Linked DNA regions of Pan troglodytes: region 2 is linked to region 1. A link is a contact called in public Hi-C data. All regions are on one chromosome and are shown on one strand. The core of a region is the stretch at or near the end of the contact, and the rest is flanking DNA. Distances in the headings are between cores, read along the strand shown.

Region 1 (6,073 bases), core at 2,277-4,776:
AATTATTATAAGTGTAATTTAGTTTAATTCATGCCAAGTTTCATTTTTGTATCACATTATGATAAAGTATACAGTGTTTTAAAGGCATTTAATAGGGGGACCTAAAATAGAATCAGGAGGTTAGAGAAGACTTTCCTTAGGGAACAGCATTCAGGCTGAGAATTAGAGATGAGTTCAGTGGATTGAGGTAGGATAATACATTCAGTAGATAAAATAGGAATAAGGGAGATAGGTCTATTTTTTAATGAAGAATAACCACATATCTGGGTTCTTAGTAGTTTTGACTACCCTTGCCTCCATCTATTCTGTTTTGAGTATGTTTTATTTTGTTTGTACTATGTTTTTACCACGTTTGCTCTCTCTTCTTTAGTTCTGTAATTATTCTCTTTGATGAATGAAATGAAGTATTATTAGTAGTTCTCATTTTCTTTCTGGTATAAGCAGTATTAGTAGTTCTCATTTTCTTTCTGGTATAAGCATGCAGGCAAATGAATGCTAAAAGGTAGAAAGTTGACATTTCTTTACTTTGTGAACTTTTTGGCTATGCCCCACTGTGTGTTCTGAGCCAGTGTGTGGCATGGCAGCTGTGTTGTGGCCTCAGAGGACAGTGACATGATGTCATCAGAGGTCTCCTAGAGAGCTGCTCTCCTAGCATTATGTGTTTTGAGGAACTGTTTCAGGGTTTTGAGGAAAACACTGAAAGCAGTCTATATAGTACATCACCATCTAACTCTCCCTTCAGTGCCCCACCCACCCCAACACACGCAGCTATAAAATACCTCTCACTCAGCCTCTTCATTCATTTATGTACTTATTACTTTCCATGGTCCTTATTTGGAAAGGCAAATCCTTCTAGGAGTCATTACAAATAAAACCCCAAAATCAGGCTGAATTATTTAATCACATTTTCTGTTTTCCTTATGACCCAGAAGAAAAGGTGTCAGCAACTTGCCCACACATTTGAAATGCTGTGAATCCCTGACATTGCTCAAGTCTCAGAACCCAGTTGCTATGATCTGCACCTTGCTATGATCTGCACATTTGTGACCCCCAAAATTCATAAGTTAAAACCTAACTCCTAAGTTGATGATATTAGGAGATGGGACCATTGGGAGGTGATTAGGACATGAGGGCAGAGCCCCCAACGAATGGGATTAGTGCCCTTGTAACAGAGGTCCCAGAGAGCTAGCTAGTTCCTTCCACCATTTGAGGACATGTAGAAGGTGCCATCCATGAACCAGCATGGGGACCCTCACCTGAGTCAGCAGATGCCCTGATCTGAACTTCTCAGCCTCAGAACTGTGAGGAATAAATTTCTGTTGTGTATAAGCCACCCAGTATATGGTATTTTGTTATAGCTGCCAGAGCAGACTGAGATGCCCATTTTCCCCCTCTGTGCCTTCTTTCTATCTTTGGTACTTTGCAGTGTCACTCAGAAAGTTACAGAACAGTGTTCAAACTATTGATAGAGGCATTCTCTGCTCTCCTGGAAGATAGCCAGGCATTCCCACAGTCAGCCAAGTGACCTTCAGACATGAGAAGGACAGCCACTCTTGGAGCCACCCCTCCACTCTAGGAGCACTCTAGGTGCTCACCCCCTGGCCCACCTAATAGGGGCCATTTGCATGATCCTGTGGTCTAAGTTTAATACATGACCTGAGAAGCTAGGAAAAGAAAAGACATTGACAAGAATTAGGGAGAAAAATAATCCTGCTGGGATCTTATGATTTCCATAATCTTTATTTTCTTCAGCTGCAAAATAAGATAATTGGACAACATAGCCAAAAAGATCTCTTCCAGTTAGGGTGACCAACTTGTTGCAGTTTGCCTAAGATAGCCTTAATTTTAAAACTGAAAATGTCACATCCTGGACACCTTCTCAGTCCCTAGCAACTCAGGATAGCTGGTCATCCAATTTTCCTCTCCAGTTCATGAGGAAGTCCTAACTCATCATTTGATTGACACACACATATTTAGATTCATTTTTTGGTTTTAAAAGTAATAAGTTTCTACTTCATCATGCTTAATTTCAGCAGAAATGCAAATAATTCTGTCTTATCTCTCACATGGGCTTTAGACTTTATATATTGCACAATGTTGGTTAATGCAGGCAAATGAATGCTAAAATGTAGAAAGTTGACATTTCTTTACTTTGTGAACTTTTTGGCTATGCCCCACTGTGTGTTCTGAGCCAGTGTGTGGCATGGCAGCTGTGTTGTGGCCTCAGAGGACAGTGACATGATGTCATCAGAGGTCTCCTAGAGAGCTGCTCTCCCAGCATCATGTACCTGACAGAGAAAAACACTGCACAAGGTCTAAAACCAAGGGTCACAGTATCTGTAAATGCTACACAAATGATCACCTGCTATTTGCTATTCATATTAATGTAATTATTTCTGTGATTATTCCAAATTATTTACTTTTACAATTTCTGCTTTGAAAGAAAGCAATGACTTCATCTTTAGCCACTATTCTGAAATCAGTCATACTGACTACAATCCCTTGTTTTCTTCACAAAAGAAAGAAATCAGATGACCTTTGCTCTGACCTTTGACTTGATATTTACAAAAGCTAATTATAGGGTGGGTCAACTTCCTTTATCATTCAGAGACATTTGGTAAAGCTCTACTCTTCAATTTTTTTTTAAGTCGCTTAGAGGGCAATTTAGGGCTGTATACAGTATGATTAAATCTAGAAAGAAATAGTTAATTTGGAATTTTGGCCATCAACATTGATTTTCTCAAAACCAATCAAGTATAACATGGAAGCTGTATAAGTCAGCAATTAAAATCAGTGTTTCACTAACAAAATGAAATCAGTTATCTGCCGGTCTGGTGGTTAGAGGTCATAGACATAGAGATACACAGTCTGAGACCTTCAGCATTAAACCTCTCTCAGTTTTCACCACCACTGCCTCTACTACTGCGTCAGCAAGAAAAGGACTGCAGCAACTGTGTAGTACTTAAACTGTAAAGGTTACTTGGCTAATAAAGAGACGAATGCCGCCAAGACAGAGCACAGTCATACATCCCTGTAGTGCATGTAACTTATTTACCTTTCATATAATTGTTATGCTTATAAACAGAAGCTTAAAAAGGATAAACAGTCAGAAGAGAAAAAAAGCATTAGGTAGTCAAAACAATGATGCAACCACTCAGCATTGCGCTTTCTCCCCAAGCTTCCCTTGGCAATCTTTTTCTCAGGCTAAGAGTAAAGGTCTGATTCCTTTTGTTCATTTCAGCCACCGCCCTTTAGCAATCTGAGTCTGAGCAAGACTGCCACGCCCAATCAAGGGACAAAGGCAGAAATAAGGGAAACTCTGGGCACAGAGACAGCTTGACTTCATTTATACCTGTGCGATATGTTGGGCTCTGTGACGTGAAGGTGCAAATCAGTTGCTATCTCTATAAACAAACAATTAAAACAAGAGGCTTAAAATTTATATCTATGTTCTGAAACGCTATCTGGTAAAAGTATTCTTTTCCTAGAAAGAAAGAGATGTGGCCAAAGTGGTCTCTGATTTTCAGAAGAAGGGTGAATGCTGCCCCCTTTTGACTGAGCACAATATATACCATGTATCCATAAACCTGAAACATAAAGCAATGCACAGTGAGAATAAAGATCCTATGTCTGTAATGAGAAATCTGATTAAATATTGGAAGCTAGAAAGTATAAAGGGGCTCAAAGTTTATCTAGTACAAGTCTCAAGGGGCCTTTTCTAGCTTCTTGGAAGATTGGTCATCCTTCATCCAGGCTTCTATATCATTTTAGTTGTGTCTCTTTTGTAGATTCTCAATTCTGTCTGGAGTGATCATATGAGTTTACTGCACTGTTTCTCCTACCAGTGATAGACTCCTTGAAAGACTGAGCTACATCTTTTTATTTTGCCTGTGTAACTCTCACAGTGCCTACAAACACTTGTGCATAGTGGGTTCTCATAAATAAATGTTTATTAAATACAAATACCTAGATGAGGTCATCATAGTCTGTAGTTGTGAGTAGTTCTCTCTTTAAAAAGCTAGTGAGTCTATCTGGGATTTAAAGTTGACATTCACACAAATGGTGCCATACTTTAACCCAAGAACTGCAAACTTTTATGCACACATCCCTGGCTTATTTATAAATTATATGCATCTATTACTGAACTGTTATAGAAGTTAAAACATAAAAATTAAACAAGAGGAAAAAAACTTAGTCACACTATGTAAAGACATAACATTGAGTGAAAGAAACTAGGCACAAAAGAGAACATACTGTATGATTCCATTGACATAACACTCAAAAACAAGCAAAACTAATGCATAGGCATACCTCAGAAATATTGTGGGTTTAATTCCAGACCACCATAGTAAATAAAATATTGCAATAAGATGAATATCACAATAAAGCAATCACATGAATTTTTTTGTTTCCCAGTGCATATAAAAGTCATGTTTACACTGCCGGGCATGGTGGCTCACTCCTGTACTACCAGAATTTTGGGAGGCCAAGGTGAGCAGATTGCTTGAGCCCAGGAATTCAAGACCAGACTGAGCAATATAACAAAACCCTGTCTCTACAAAAAATACAAAAATTAGCCAGGCATGGTGGTGTGCACTTGTGGTCCTGGCTACTCTGGAGGCTAAGGTGGGAGGATGGCATGAGCCTAGGAGGCAAAGGTTGCTGTGAGCAAAGATCATGCCACCACACTCCAGTCTGGGTAGCAGAGTGAGACCCCATCTCAAAAAAAAAAAAAAACAGTTTAGTTTACACTATACTACAGCCCATTAAGTGTGTAATGGAATTACATCTAAAAACCTTAACTAAAAAATGCTAGTGATCATCTGAGTTGTAATCCTTTTGCTGGTGGGGGATCTTGTCCTGATACTAATGGCTGCTGACTGATCAGGGTGGTGGTTGTTGAGGGTTGGGGTGGCTGTGGTAATTTCTTAAAATAAGACAACAGTGATGGGAGTGTAAATTAGTTCAAACATTGTAGAAGACAGTGTGATGATTCCTCAAGGATCTAGAATTAGAAATACCATTTGACCCAGTGATCCCACTACTGGGTATACCCAAAAGATTATAAATCATGCTACTATAAAGACACATGCACAAGTATGTTTATTGCAGCACTACTCACAACAGCAAAGACTTGGAACCAACCCAAATGTCCATCAATGATGGACTGGATTAAGAAAATATGGCACATACACAACATGGAATACTATGCAGCCATAAAAAAGGATGAATTCATGTCCTTTGCAGGGATTTAATCACAAATGAATTTTTAATCATTTGTGATTAAAAGGATGAAGCTGGAAACCATGATTCTCAGCAAACCATCACAAGAACAGAAAACCAAACACCCCATGTTTTCACTCATAAGTGGGAACTGATCAATGAGAACACATGGACACAGGGAGGGGAACATCACACACCAGGGCCTGTCCGGGAGTGGGGAGCTGAGGGAGGGATAGCATTAGGAGAAATACCTAATGTAAATGACAAGTTGATGGGTGCAGGAAACCAACATGGCACATGTATACCTGTGTAACAAACCTGCACATTGTGCACATGTACTCTAGAACTTAAAGTATAACAATAAAGAAAAGACAACAATGACACTTGCCACATTGATTAATTCTTCCTTTCACAAAAGATTTATCTGCACCATGAGATAAGGTTTGATAGCATTTTACCCACAGTAGAACTTCTTTGAAAGTTGGAGTTAATCCTTTAAAACCCTACCACTTCTTGATTAACTAAGTTGATGTAATATTCTAAGTCTTCTGTTGTCATTTCAACAATGTTCACAGCATCATCACCAGGAGTAGATTTTATCTGAAGAAACCACTTTCTCTGCTCATCCATAAGAAGCAACTGCTCATACATTCAAGTTTGATCACGAGATTGCAGCAAATCTGGCTGAAATATCTTCAGATTCTACTTTTAATTCTATTTCTCTTGCTGTTTCTGCCACATCTGCAGCTACTTCCTCCACTGAAGTCTTGAACTCCTCAAAGTCATCCATGAGGACAGGAATCAACTTCTTCTAAACTCCTGTTAACGTTGATATTTTGACCTCTTCCCA
Region 2 (6,283 bases), core at 302-2,801, 590 kb before region 1:
TCTAGGGAAAATGAAAGGATTAGGTCAAGAGTTACAGATGTGATCCAGAAGAACCTTTTTTTGTGGCTATTTGTGGCTGTTGGGGCTTTGTTTTGCTTGTTTGTTGATGAGTAGGTGGCAGAAGCCTTTTCAAGAGTGTTTGTCACGTACATTTGGATTCTGAGCAGCTACTGGTCTATTTCCCAAAGGACAAGTGAGCCCACAGAGGTCAGTGGAGAGAGGGAGAGAGTGTGTGTGTGCATGCTCATGAAACGTGGATCAGAATAACAAAAGCAGATGTAGCTGATGGCAGAGGGGCAAGGCTGGAGTTAATAAACCAGCACGCACAGAGGGTTCTGTCAGATGCAGGGAATGCATGACATAATTGTTTCTGCCTCTAATGATCTTAGTGATGTGGGAGACATGAGAATATTAAAACAAGACAGAAAAATGGAAACTCATTTCTAGCAGCTGCCAAACAAAATGGGACGTAAAGCAGGAGAGAGGTATATTGAAATGTTCACAAGGTTCACTTCACCAAAATGAAACTTTACCTCTCACAGATGTCAAATCCTCACCTCTCTCTCATGCAGAAGTCCCCTCCCATTTCCCATCAAACTGTTGCTCCCTGCATTCTTTCTGCATCCTTCCCTGTCACTCTCTTCCCTTGTCACTGTCACTTTGCCTCTCTTGCTTTTTAATCTCTTTCATTTTTCCCCTTCCTTCCTCCCCTCTCCATTATCCTGTCACCACAAACATGCTCTTACAGTTGTTCTCCCCCCTTCCCTCTCTCACACGCGTACACGCACACAAGAACATACACGCACAGACCACACCCCTTCTCATTCATTAGTAATCAACCTGGGAGCCACATCTCCTAATCCCAGAAGTTGAATGGAGCTGTAAAAATGCTCCCTTTGAAAAACACCCAGAAGTGACGCTCCCTGGGCTGCAGGTGGGCGGTGGTGTCGGCGCTGCTGCGATGCTTGCTCCTGCCACGAGGGGGCAGAAGTGCGCGCCGAACGCAGCGCTGCCCGTCGGCGCAGGGAAGGCGGCGCGGACGGCTGCTCATCCGGTGTCACCCGTCACCGCGGCTGACAGCCTGCGTCAGGATTCCGCCCGCGTCCCAGGCGAGCACGGAGGGGCGCAGAGAATAAGCAAACGATTTCTGATGAGTGCGGGCGGGGTGAATTCCGCCTCGGGCTAGTACAGATAGATCTTTTCCAGAAACAAAGGAGTGAGTCAGGCCGCCTGTGATTCGAGAAGGGAGAGAGGCAGGGCTGGGCGCGACCGCTGGGGCCCGGCCGCCTAGCTTCTCCCCGCCCGCCTTCCTGCGCCCTCCCTCCTGCCCTGCGGCCCGCGCACCCCCCGCCCACCCGCTCGCGCTGCTGCGGGGCTCCTTCCCCAGGCAGCTGCAGGCGCCGCCGGGTCGGGAGGAAGCTAGAAGGCGGTGTTGCTTGGCCACCTGGGGGCGGGGATGGAGCCGGCCTGCAGAGAGGGAGCGCGGGTGTGTTGGGGGCAGGGTGGGTTTGCAGCCTTTCCTAGGGGTGCGGCTTCCAGCAGTGATGGCAGGGTGAACTCGGCGGCAGGGGGCAGCAACGCTTCTGTCAACCGGCAGCCTCCGCGTGGCTGGGTACTAGAGCTCTGCACATGTTTGTCATAGGTCAGCTCCCCCGACACGTGCGTGCACACGGGGTCCTGGGGTCTTGTTGTGATTCCGCCCCCTTTTACTCCAAAAGAGAGGTAACAGCGTCAACAAGCAGAATAATAAAAAGCGTTTATCGAGTGCTACGCGCAAGGCAGGCTCTGTTTTTACAGTAAATTTATAAATTATTAATTTTAATAAAATGATAGTAAATAATAGCAATATGCCCAAATGATGCTGATTGATAACTATCTTATTTCCTTCGTTTTAAGTTGAGAGGATGCAGAAGTATTTTTTTTTTTCTCTTTCAAGAAGATAGCTAGGTCTGGTTCTCCCTATTTCCAGAGGAGCAAGATGCCTTTATATTTATTCGTGTTGGAAAAACTAGGGTTATAACTACCGTTGGACAGGATTCAGCCTCCGGGCTGTTTTCCCTCCGTGCATTTTTTTTTTTTTTTCTTTTAAGACAGCGTTTCGCTCTTGTTGCCCAGGCTGGAGTGCAATGGTGCAATCTAGGCTCACTGCAACCTCTGCTTCCCAGATTCAAGCGATTCTGCTGCCTCAGCCTCCTGAGTAGCTGGTACTACAGGCGTGCGCCACCACGCCCGGGAAATTTTTGTATTTTTAGTAGAGACGGAGTTTCACCATGTTGACCAGGCTAGTCTCGAACTCCTGCCCTCAGGTGATCCGCCTGCCTCGGCTTCCCAAAGTGCTGGGATTACAGGTGTGAGTCACCGTGCCCGCTCCGTGCATATTTTTTAAGTGGGAATTTTCATGTAACTGTCCCAATTTACAGCATCCCTTGAACAAGAGAACATCTAGAGACTTGACCTAAATGGTAACCCCATTGGTGGGAGTTGAGGAGCTGTTACTGCCATTAGAAGGGGCAAGTGGCTCTCCAGTTTGCCACAGTACCCACCTTGCCCTAATACGGACTGTTATTACTTGAAGCTGCACCCCTGGGGGAAGGCTACAAGTCAACCCTCTCTCCCCTAACACAAACACACACACACACACACACACACTCTCTCACTCTCTCACACAATCTGTCTCTCAATCTCTCCTTTATTTATAAAAGTAAATATTAGACCATAAGTTTCACGAGAGAAGGAATTTTGTCTTATATTTCTTTTGAATCCCTCATAGAAATTCACTGATCTGGACATATTGTAGATACCGCTAAGAACTGCTGAATGGAAATTTGTTGAATAAAATGAGCAATGGAACATTATTTAAACTGTCAGGCTACCACAGATATTGCATCCATTATTTTTAAGGACTATAAAAACATTCATACAAGGCACAACAATTTCTGCTACACGTGCATGCATAAACAGAATTTGATGTTGAAAGCAAAAAAATGTACAACAAAATTAATGTATATGTACTTAATTATAAAAATAAACATTTTTGTTCCTTAGTAATCAGACACAGTAATAGTCTGAGAAATACTAAAGAATGATAGAACTACTCTTTTGTAAGCATTTCAATCTATAGCAAGTTTTGAGCCTGCTATAGAGGTAAAAGAGATATGATGTGATAAAAATGTAAATCAAAATCATAGTGAAAAATAAACTAATATTCTTTTATACTGTATGGAAACGCTAGCTATGCGATACTACATTGCATATGTATCAGTTATAGTTCTACTGGGGAAGTAGAACCATTGTGAGTGATATAAAACCAGGGATTTATTATAGGGTTTAGATTCTATGCAATTATGAGAATGTGTTAAGTAGTCTAAGGCCTCTGCATCTACTTTTGTGCGTGAAGTCTGCAGGGCTGATGATCAAGAAGGAAAGATGCCTACGAAATGGATACAGCAAAGAAAAAATGAAACTCATAGTTGTTTCTCATGGCCTCCATGTAAATGACTTGCAGCATAAACTGACGCTTTTCACCAAGGAAACATACACATACCTAGCCAGGGATTCAGAGAAGCGGAAGCAGGGGTATCTAGCAGGACTTGAAGGAGCCCATGCCAACAGGGTGAACCAGCAGATCAGTGACAACTTAGGTGAGCCTGGTTTCACACCCACCTTCAAATCATAAAGATAGTTGGTGCTTCTTTTCTGCCTTCCAGATCTTGTTCATTTTTTCCTTGTGGCCAGTCCTGACCCGGAAACAAAAGGAGTTCTTGGAAATGTGGTTCCGGTTAAGCAAAACAGACACACACAAAGCCATAATAAAGGAATCTTTAAGATCGCAGCATAAAAATCACTGCGAAACTTGGGCTAAAGCAGGGAATTTTGAATATTCAAAAATAAATCATAAATATATGGGCGCAAATAATATATTTTTTAGTTATTTATCAGATTACTTTCTTAATCTGGGGGCATGGGAATTCAGTGGAGAATGAACAGCAAGAAGGAAAGTACTCAAGGTGATTTGAGAGGATGGACTCCAGAGGATATCACAGATTAATTTGGGTGGAGTCACATAGGCCAGGCATTTTAATAGGATTTAAGACAAGGGGAACTCAGTAGGGCCCTATGAGACAGAACTGTAGCTTCAGATCATAAAAAGAAAAAATAAACATGAAGAAAAACTACCTATTATCTCTCTGGCATAAATGGCAAACACAGAAAAGGCCAGCCACCAACACTGATGCTGGATGATGTTTATCACCACATTGAAAACTGCACTTTTAACTCTGCCCCTCACCACTTGCCCCTCTTTCAGGCTTCTCCCTCTCTGAAACCGACCCTGCATCCACCCGGTTTCTCAAGCCAAAAATCTGGGCATCAACCTTGATTTCTCTTTCCCTCATTCTATCTGCTAACTTAGTCAACTCTATCACCAAAATAGATCTTGAATATTTTCACTTCTACTGCCACCACCATAACACAAACCTGATCTACTGTTACAGCTTTTTAACCGATTTCCCACTTTCATTTTTCTCCTTCTAATCCATTATCTGAACAGCAGCCAGCATGCTAGTGTAAAAAGAGGAATCATACTATGCATTAAGCGCATAATATCTGTATTTGATTGTATTATGCTGGATGCCAACATATGGGTTCTAGAGCAGACCATATTATTATTTGCTTATACACAGGACACACCAGCTACCCTTTGCCCCAGTTCTTACCCCCAGGGCAATATAGTGAAAACTGAATGTCATGTTACATGTGAGGGAGTTCACCGCAGACAAAGGGCCTGACTACATGAATCTGGGCATTTATGTAGGAAAAAGAGGGACAGCTGTCCCCCCATGTCTAGCCTTGCAACCTGGAGATGTCTCCATGGTCCTGGTTCTTATCACACCTTGAAATGTAAACAAATATGCTTTCCGATTAAAAAAATCTGCCTAGTACTCAAGGCCTTGTCTCTGACTTTTCTCTCACTTCACTTCTGTTTCTACTGTGCTCCATTCCCACTGCTGTTCTTGTTTTCTCGTTTTGTTTTGGTTTTTGTTTTTTGTTTGTTTGTTTGTTTGAGATGAAGTCTTCCTCTGTAGCCAGGCTGGAGTGCAGTGGCACAATCTCCGCTTGGCTCACTGCAACCTCCCACTCCCTGGTTCAAGTGATTCTCCTGCCTCAGCCTCCCGAGTGGCTGGGATTACAGGCATGTGCCACCACACCCAGCTAATTTTTGCAATTTTTTTAGTAGAGATGGGTTTTCATCATGTTGGCCAGGATGGTCTCAATCTCCTGACCCCATGATCCTCCTGCCTCGGCCTCCCAAAGTGCTGGGATTACAGGCGTGAGCCACCGCTCCCGGCCCCCACTGCTGTTCTTTCTAAAACACGCAAGTTCACTTCTTCCTTAGAGTCTTTGTGCTTGTTGTTCAGTAGTTCTTTGCAAGGCTGGCCCCTTCTCATCATTAAAGGCTAAGTTCAAATAAAACTTCTCAGAGAGGCCTTCCCTGACCATCCACAATACACAGCACGTCAGCATCTTTATTACATCATCCTGTTTTACTTCTTTCATTCCAATTAGGATTATGAAAAAATCTTACTTAGGGAATTATTTACTTATGTATGGCTGTCTTCTCAACCAGACTGAGAGTAAGGAGTTTTTCTTGTTTACTACTGTGTACCAAAAGCACATCGCTCTGTCTATCGCATAATAAATGCCCCCAAAATATGTGCTAAATGTCTGAATACATATTTTACAGAGTTTAGTCAGGGATAATTTATACACTTTCAGAGCCAGTTTGTCATTATATCTACTCATCCACCATGTGGGCTACATTATCAGAAAGGAATGATGCCGCAGTGGAAAGTTCATGGGCTTTGAATGAGAGTCATGCATTCAAAAACCAACCCTACCACTTACTTACAATGTGACCTTCTTTTTCTTTGAGACAGAGTCTCACTCTGTTGCCCAGGTTGGAGTGCAGTGGCGTGATCTTGGCTCACCACAACCTTCGCCTCCCAGGTTCAAGCGATTCTTCTGCCCCAACCTCCCCAGTAGCTGGGACTATAGGCACACACCACAATGCCTGGCTAATTTTTGTATTTTTAGTAGAGATGGGGTTTCACTATGTTGACCAGACTGGTCTCGAACTCCTGACCTCGTGATCCACCCACCTCGACCTCCCAAAGTGCTGGGATTACAGGCATGAGCCACCACGCCCGGCCTGCAATGTGACCTTCTATAGATAAGAAATCTGAGGCTTCGAGAGATGCAGGGACTTGTCTAATGGGGACCATAG

The links. A called contact is a pair of places that touch in the nucleus more often than the background predicts.
Region 2: a Hi-C map of stem cell-derived neural progenitor cells shows a contact between it and region 1, with 6 times the contacts expected there. The contact joins two enhancer-like sites. A contact is called at or near these places in 2 of 7 Hi-C or Micro-C datasets (induced pluripotent stem cells and stem cell-derived neural progenitor cells), 1 of 1 datasets of contacts at active chromatin or transcription factors (stem cell-derived excitatory neurons) and 1 of 1 other capture datasets (stem cell-derived neural stem cells).

What each region holds. Positions count from the first base shown.
Region 1 is chr2:118,531,019-118,537,091 of NHGRI_mPanTro3-v2.0_pri, reverse strand. All of the region lies in intron 3 of LOC134809466 (a long non-coding RNA gene), which reads right to left. Among named protein-coding and RNA genes, the nearest start is that of ZBTB20, 71 kb to the right of the region's middle. Within about 2 kb of position 3,526, at least 6 of the 24 cell types and tissues checked have an H3K27ac peak or open chromatin away from gene starts, as enhancers often do. A contact at or near this core is called in stem cell-derived neural progenitor cells and stem cell-derived neural stem cells, where this site is marked.
Region 2 is chr2:119,117,514-119,123,796 of NHGRI_mPanTro3-v2.0_pri, reverse strand. No RefSeq gene overlaps it. Among named protein-coding and RNA genes, the nearest start is that of GAP43, 160 kb to the right of the region's middle. Within about 2 kb of position 1,551, at least 14 of the 24 cell types and tissues checked have an H3K27ac peak or open chromatin away from gene starts, as enhancers often do. A contact at or near this core is called in stem cell-derived neural progenitor cells and stem cell-derived neural stem cells, where this site is marked.